Regions from separate parts of the Zea mays genome. Here all the other regions are linked to region 2. Evidence: chromatin contacts called from public Hi-C data. All regions are on one chromosome and are shown on one strand. The core of a region is the stretch at or near the end of the contact, and the rest is flanking DNA. Distances in the headings are between cores, read along the strand shown.

Region 1 (2,700 bases), core at 49-2,548, 260 kb before region 2:
GGGGAGGACCGCCGCTGCGGGCGCTGGCGGCGGCGGCGCTGAGGCCACATCCGCGTCCTCGCCGGCGCCGATCTCCCGCTCGCGGCGACGGGACGGGCTGGCCGAGCTCTGCACGTCGCTGCTCTCCTTCTCCGTGTCAGCCGCCGCCACCGTGTCCTTGGACCCAACCACCGACTCACCGGAGACCTGCTCGCGCTTCACAGCCGACGACTCGCGGGCGGCGTCTCCTGCCCCCTCGTCCTCCCTCCTCGCCGCCGCGTCGCCGTCCCCGGCGTCTCGCGCTGGCCGCGGCCGCTTCAGATCTGACGAGTTGGACTCCTTGCACGACCGCCCGGACTCGCCGCCGGAGACACGATCCTCCTCCCCGCCGCCGGCATCGTCGCCCTCCTCCTCCAGAGATTCTTTCCTCCCCTCCGCCGGCTCCTCCTCGCCGTCCTCCTTCACCGCCGGTACTGGATTGGCCTCGCCGGAGATGCTCCTCGCTCTCTCCTCTTTAAGCCTTTCCACTCTAGATTGCAATGACCTGACACGAAAAAAAAAAACCGCGGCCGACCGATCAGCGTAGGATGGTTGAGCTGAGCAAGCCGGGCCGGGCCAGGCCCGAACGCATTTTATGTTTTTCTCGTTAACTATACGGTCCGTCTCCGTGCTGGTTTTTTTTCCGGCCATTTACCCGATCGAGAGGTCGTATCTCTCGACCTCGCGGCGGAGCTCGGCGACGCGCAGCTTGCGGAGCTCCTCCACGCAGCAGTCGGCGGAGGCCGCGTCGGGCTCCTCGTCACCGTTTACGGCGGCGGCGGCGGTGAACCGGCGGTGGAGCAGGCGATACCGCAGGCGGCACCCAGCGGGCGTGAGGCTGTCGGCCGCGGCGGGAGGGCAGCGGGACAGCATCTCCATGGCCACGGAGTCCCAGCTGGCGGTACCGTGCTTCCGTACGGCACACGCCAGGAGGAGCTCCTCCCACGTGCCCCAGATCTCGCCGCCAGCCGCCGCCGACGTCCCTGGCGAGACGCCGGGATCGTCCGATCTGGCCGTCATCCTCGACTCGTCTTCCCCGGCCGCACCAGCTCCACGTCCCGCCGTCCCGGCGGCGGCTCATAGCGCCACCTCCATGGATTGGAATGGAACGAGCGGTGAGCTAGGGTTTGGGTTGGTCTGGTTGGCTAGCCCCGCCCCGTGCCGTCGCCCCCCTGCCTGCCTGTCTGCCTATCTATCTCCCCGGCCCGCGCTGTGCCTGACTGCCTGTGTGGTTCGTCTAGGTTTTGGTTCCGGGCTTCCGGCCCTCTGGTCCCTTTTTTCTCCCTCTTCGTCTTCGTCTTCCTTTTCCTCTTTCTTTATTTGGTTCGGTCTCGTTCCAGAAAATGGAGCCGGTGAATGGACCTCTGCGCAATTCTGTACCTCCACTGTGACTGTGGGGTCTTCGGGCGAAATGGGACCAAATTGAATTCTTCCAAATATAATTCCTGCCCGGGCGGGCCTACCTATCATTCGCGATTCCATCGAATTTTCAGTTTCCAAAGAAACTGGACCGGCCCAGCGATACACGGCTGCTAGTTTAGCAGCCTGAGCCCGTAAAAATGGCCCAGCTGGATGCGGTTACATTAAACAGGGGTAGTACATACAGATCGTTTTGTTTTTCTCGACCAGATTTGTAATAGTCTGACAAAGTGATAAGTTGATTGTTAACTGGACTTTAACTTTTAATGGTTGGCATAATGTGACACTCAAAAGACTGTCTTGCCAGCCACGCTATAGACTTCTTTCTAGCCATGGTTCTTAAGCTAAGTTATTTTTTCTTCGGTGCATGCTTATGATAATTTTTTACGTATTGTGTTTATCGGAAAAAAACAAACCATTTTAAAAAATACAACAACTCAACAAGAGAAAAAGAACATCTTGCCCGCCAAGTCGAACCTTGTTGACCCATGGCACTCGCGTCGAGCCAGAGGGCAGAGGCCCTTTGTAGGAATCACACGGGGCTACCACGCTCCAGCAACGTCCTCTAAATTTTATCCTCTAAAGGAATATTCTCTGTCCTTTACAGTACACTCTAAAAGATTCTGTCCTCTATATTTTCACCATCTCCAACAACGTCCTCTAAATTACGTCATCTATCCTCCCCATTCAACCTAACCATATTAACAGAATTATTTTCACCTATTTTTATATCGGATAAAATAAATTGCCAGTGCATACAATTCCACTATTTTAATAGTATAGCAAAAAATCAATACTCAAAGTAATAGTAAAATTAGCACCTCGAGCATGCATCGACTACACACCATCAGGATTAAGAAATGAAACAAACTGGCATACCAACATAATCTTTTGTTGGAACTGTTATTTGCATTGATTCCTAATAAAAAACATTGACATGAGAAAGTACTACCTCGGCTTGCAACTAAACACACCAATGTGAACCAGTATACCATAATTCCAACCATAATTCCAACGATGAATTTAGTAAACAACTGACATTGATACTTCTACTAGCTGGAACCATATTTCCTTAAGTACAAAACCATTTGTTCCTTCTTCTAGAGAAAACATCAAACTTATGATGTCCAATCACACCTCCAAGACCAGTTGGACTTGCCGATCACTGCAAACATCAATACTGGACCTGGAACCTTATGTTTCAGCACCCAAAATTATTCTGATGAGGGAACTAACCAAAGAGCCTGCACAATGAGAAGACTA
Region 2 (2,700 bases), core at 43-2,542:
CATCGTCATGCTCCTCTTCCTCCTTGTCGGCGACACGGTTCTCGCCGGAGATATGGCGCTCACGGTGGCGGGGTTGGCGACGCTCAGGTCCTTGTTGCTCGTAGAGGAGATGGCACACAAATCAACCGTTGTCAAGATAGGAAGGTAGATGCGAGCCGCCCAGGCAGTCACCGGGCCCGGGGCCTGCCAGCGTATTTTTAAAATTGGGCTAATGAACGCCACTGAGCGGCGAGGAGCCCATGCAGTCACCGCTCAGGTCCTTAATGGGCTAATGAATGAATGAAACTTTATCTCTTTTTGTGGGCTGCTTCATCATTACGACTAATGGACATGAACGGCGAGGAGCCCAGGCAGTCACCAGGCCCGGGGCCTGCCAGCGTATTTTTAAAACTGGTTAAAACTGGTTGTTTGGTTACTTCCCAAGTTTGTCATGGTGATGTCTTTTAAACAGAGAGTGAGTATGGTGATGTCTTGAATGGAATATATGGAATTATGGATGCTTTGATATTTGGGTGTATCCCTGATATTGTTTCTTCCATATAACCTGTATTATGTTGGCTTTATGTCCTGTTATCTTATCTATGAAGGCATTTATTGTTTTCTTCTTCGAGAACGTGGTGTGCATGTGTTTCATTAAGAGGAGATGAAGGGACCTGAAAAGAATACAGCAGATTACAACTAAGATACAGTACAGTACTACAGTGTGTAAAGTGTCCCGACAAGACAAAAAAAGGGTGGGTGTTGGTTAGTTGTTACAGGGCATAAGTTGACCCAACTAAAACAAACATCGAAGAAATGAAACCGCCAAATTAGAGGGCATCTGGTGGTACCAAATTTCCATTTTAGTGTTGTGCCCTCCCCCTCCTAATAGGTTTCATGGAGGGATCTTGTGATCCTTTAAGTATTTGAAATGCTGTGTAGTGTAGCCTGCAAACAGCAAAACACACTAGGACACTCTACACGGTTGCATTGTTAGGGCTAGTTTGGGAACCCCAAGGGAAATTAGTTCATTTTCCCTTGGAAAAATAGGAATCCCTTGGGAAATTGGAGTTCCCAAACTAGCCCTTAGAGTGAGATTTCTCATTTAAAGACTAGTTCTATCATCATTATGGAGTATCCTTTTGTCTTTACTTTTTCATTAGTACTAATTATATATGGATTAAAATAACTGTATTTCAGTGTAATATTCAGAGCTATGTCTGTTTACACTAATATTCTTGGTGTGTTATTCCTTCTGTCTGGTTTCTACTTCTGTCGGCATGAATTATTTTTCTATGGGACTCCTGTGCAGGATGGAGCTACATCGTGAACCTCCTGAAGCTATTCTGAATGCCATAAAATTTGATCTCATGACGAGTACGGATATGGTATGCCTTTAATTTCACACAACTTCTACCCCCAACTAAATTGTTGAGCATCATTACACTTTTATACTTTTCTTTCTCTTTTTTGTGAACAGAAGCTTTCTACAACTTGTACTATATGCTTCTGGTCATCTATGCAAATGCTTACTTTCTTATCAAGTCAGCACATAGAGTAATTTGATTATTCTATTCATTACATTGTATTGTCAGAGATAACTTTTATGCAACTATTAACCATTTCAGGAAAAATTGAGCAGCATGAGCATAATCGAAGTGAGTGATGTCACTAGTCCGAAGCTAGGATTACCAAATGGTTCCCTGCAGTGTGAGACTTGTGGATCACAACGTGGACGCGACTGTGATGGTGAGCACTATTAAGCATGCTTACCTAAAAATATAATATTAAGCATGCAGCATCTAAGCATCTGCTTTGAGTGCATTTTTGTGCAAAGAGAATCAACTTGTCAAAACTTTTAGGGCATTTTGGTGTGACTAAACTGGCGGCAACAGTACACAATCCATACTTCATCGATGACGTTGTTCACTTTCTAAACCGAATATGTCCTGGCTGTCTCAGCCCAAGGGAAGGCATAGATACAAAGGTTTGTACCTTCCTGACTGACCTATTTTTTATCCCCATTAAGCACTACATGTTTTGTCTCTTTGCCAAAGTTCTTTGATTGATACCATAATTTAGTCAATGAATTGCTTTCAGATTATCTGGCCATTTTGTCAGGAGCTCTCTTTGTTCATCTGATGAACTAAAGTAACGCTTGAGAGTCCTTGACTGCTAAAACAAATTTCAGTATTACTACATGTTATTGTGCTATACATTGATGAGTTTGTTTGCTGCATGTTACCTTACCTCATATAATCCTTTACTTATTTATTTCAGTAGGTATTGATACACACGAAAACAGTATAATGCTTTTTGAAGAAAATTGTGTATATTAGTTTGATTCTTACTAGCTTAGTGAGCTATTATTCTCTTTGTTGTTTCTTATGTTAGTCATCTTGTCCTGAAATTAAATATAATATTGTAGTCGTGGTTGCATCAAAGTTTAATTCACAAGCCATTTATATAGTTTGTGAGTTGAACTAGTTAATCATGCAGTCGAATTAACTCTAACTGATTTTTTTTAAATAGAGCTTAGGCATGGTAAATTTACATAATTGCCTAGTTCACTTATGGACTAAGTGATGTTGTTCAACTGTTTACAAGTGATTTTAAGTGTTATATCCAATTTGTAACATATGGAAGCACATGGCTAACAGTAGCGTCCTGGCTCAGTTTACTTTTGTTTTGGTAGGTAATGGTGTGTTTATTCCCACAGTT
Region 3 (2,700 bases), core at 50-2,549, 350 kb before region 2:
CTAAGGTACAATGAACTAAACCTTAAGGGGGGGAATTACAGGGATGAGAATATCGGAACACCAGGTATGGTGGCACCTGAGTCTACAATGAAGATGTTGCCAGTCACATACGACGATGCTTCATGGATCAGAAAACGGACCAGCGACGTCAATGCAGGATCAGTAGCGCCATGCTCCTTAAGCGGCACTATCTTTGAAGCAACGGTGCTCAACCACCTCTTTTGAAACAGAGGAGCAGTTATCTCTGATTTGAAGAGTCCAGGTGCAATCGAGTTCACTCTGATGCGATCCGCGCCCAATTCCAAAGCCATAATCTGCGAAGACATCATTGGGTTGAGTTATTATGAACACACAGGTGCGAAACAAACGTGCGATCAGGAATAGCAGTGCTACCTACCTTGGTGGCATAATGCACAGCAGCCTTTGAGGATGCGTATCCCGTGGAGCCAGGCAGATGCCCACGGTTAAGGCCAGCAATAGAGGTGATGTTAACCACTGAACCCTTCAGCTTGGCATCACGCATGCGTCGACAGACATGTTTGGCCACGAGCCATGATCCGGTAAGGTTCGTCTTGATGATTCTGTCCCACTCATCCTCGGGCCAATCTAATGGAGAATGCACTGCACCTGAAGCGTAATAAAACAAGAGACACAGATATTACCATACGTTCCAGCCGATACGTTCTTGGTTCGCTAACGAACTGGGGACTGGGCTAAATTTGGTTCGGTGCATATTTCCATCTGGCAGTTACTAGATGCCTAAACGAAGATATTCGAGCTCAGATTTCGTGGATAGTCGTACCTCGTATGCCGGCGTTGTTGACCAAGGCGTCGATACGGCCAAAGGCGTCCCAGGCCTTCTGCACCGCCGCCTCCAGGGCCGAACCACCGGCGGCGACGTCGACCTCCACAGCCACCGCGCGGGGGGCTCGGGAGGCAGCGGAGGCGTTGATCTCGTCGCAGAGCGAGCGGAGACGATCGGCGCGGCGGGCGGCGGCGACGACGCGGCAGCCGGCGCGCGCCAGGTCGAGGCAGAAGTCGCGTCCGATGCCGGAGGAAGCGCCCGTCACCAGCACCACCTGCCCCTCCAGCCTGCTCCACGGCGGCAGCGGCGGCGGTGGCCCCGCCGACGACATTGCTGGTGCGCTCCCGCTGGAGCAGGAAGGGCCGAAGGGGATTTCAGAGGCTGTCTGGAAGAGGTCAGGTACTCACAGCACAGATCACTGATTCTTCTCTCCTGCTTGTTTGTTGTCCGACTTAGAATTTCTACGAGAAACTATTTATTTTTAACTTTCTATTTGACTCTTTATTTATCTTTCGTATAGATTAAACTCTATCCATATGTTTGGTTACCCATACCATCTCGTCTTAAACCACCGTATGCGTTAACTCTATCTGAGCTCTTGTTTGGTTGCCTGCACAAGAGAGACGCAGACTGTATGAGCGGATGCAAAACAAGCTATTTTATAGCTATTTGGCTGCATCCACTCGTACACAGAAAATTGTCGTATCGGGTCAGCCAGGGCCACCCGAGCCTGCGCGTTTAGATACAGGCATCCAATCAGGCGATATATATAACATCTCATTTCAAAAAACTTCCCAATATGCAAGTTAGCTTGACTAGCGTGATTTGCTAACTAAATTTGGTTAGTGAATGAGTCAATAACTCAATATAGAGCCGGATATCTTATCGAGTTAAATGGTTAGCCTGTTAGATAACTATTTTACTATTAAGTAACTAAAATTTATCAAAGACATATATCTATACTATATTAAAGCATCAGTTTCAACGGTCGTCTCGTGTCATCTTTTAACAAATAACCCCTCGCCATGATAAAAGAAGGCCAGGAGACACTAGGTGAAGTTGTCTAACCAGTAGAACATTGTGCTCAAATGTTTTTATTATTGAATATAAATTATATATATGTATATATTTTCTTGTAAAATAAATAAATATATATAATCGTGTCAGGTTGGGCCAGCACTACGGGTCGAGGCTACAGCCCAAGCACGACACGACGTTCTTGCTCTTGCAAGCATTAGGTCGTTTCTGAGACCAGATTGGCGCAATGGACTCCACGGTGTTTGAGGTTGCCGAATTGGATGAAGCAACAATGATTTGTCACACTAACAGTAAAATGAAAAGTTATTTGTTGGTTTTAAACGTTAGTAATTGCTACAAATTAGCATAATTTATATGGAGCGCATCCAGTTTTTATTAATGCCTGACTTTAGCAATCACTCCATATTTTGATCAATCTTTTTTATAAGTTTGAGTTCATGTGACTTATTTTAGAAATTTGAGCTCACAAACTTTCTCTTTTTGGTCTCTGTATGATGGAATTATGTCATTTTATAATCTATGTTCGTTTAGTCAGTTATTGTGAACTCTCTTCTAATCGCTCACTCAATTGGTCGTGTTGTACCAAGACATATTGCATGAAATAAACAATAACATCAGTTAGCCAAATCAAAAAATATTATACGGAGAGCGGAGACAATCAGTAAAAAATATTGAATTTTTTTGGTGGATAGTTTACGTAGGTATTGTTGTAAACCGTCGCAACGTACGGGCAACCGACTAATTAGAGATATATATTAGAGCCGGATGCTCTTACCTCCTACGTGCCAGCCCTCTCCAACACATATTTTATCATCAAAGACATATATTAGAGATATATTTTACTTTATACATAAAAA

The links. Hi-C and Micro-C count contacts between places; a contact is called where the count stands out from the background.
Region 1: a contact with region 2 is called in a Hi-C map of ear, with 3 times the contacts expected there. The contact joins the promoter of LOC100501552 here to the promoter of LOC100501057 in region 2. A contact is called at or near these places in 2 of 25 Hi-C or Micro-C datasets (ear and tassel).
Region 3: a Hi-C map of ear shows a contact between it and region 2, with 4 times the contacts expected there. The contact joins the promoter of LOC100286139 here to the promoter of LOC100501057 in region 2. A contact is called at or near these places in 3 of 25 Hi-C or Micro-C datasets (bundle sheath, ear and tassel).

The regions. Positions count from the first base shown.
Region 1 is chr1:192,650,895-192,653,594 of Zm-B73-REFERENCE-NAM-5.0, forward strand. LOC100501552 reads right to left here and starts at 1,299. Exons shown (of 3, transcript NM_001366930.1): 1 at 674-1,299; 2 at 1-523. The coding sequence starts at 1,038.
Region 2 is chr1:192,910,460-192,913,159 of Zm-B73-REFERENCE-NAM-5.0, forward strand. It overlaps LOC100501057 (DNA dependent RNA polymerase D largest subunit), which reads left to right and starts at 1,293. Exons shown (of 18, transcript NM_001195895.1): 1 at 1,293-1,367; 2 at 1,608-1,728; 3 at 1,842-1,966. The coding sequence starts at 1,293.
Region 3 is chr1:192,555,486-192,558,185 of Zm-B73-REFERENCE-NAM-5.0, forward strand. LOC100286139 reads right to left here and starts at 1,300. Exons shown (of 3, transcript NM_001159027.1): 1 at 803-1,300; 2 at 398-627; 3 at 1-314. The coding sequence starts at 1,136. The coding sequence ends at 36.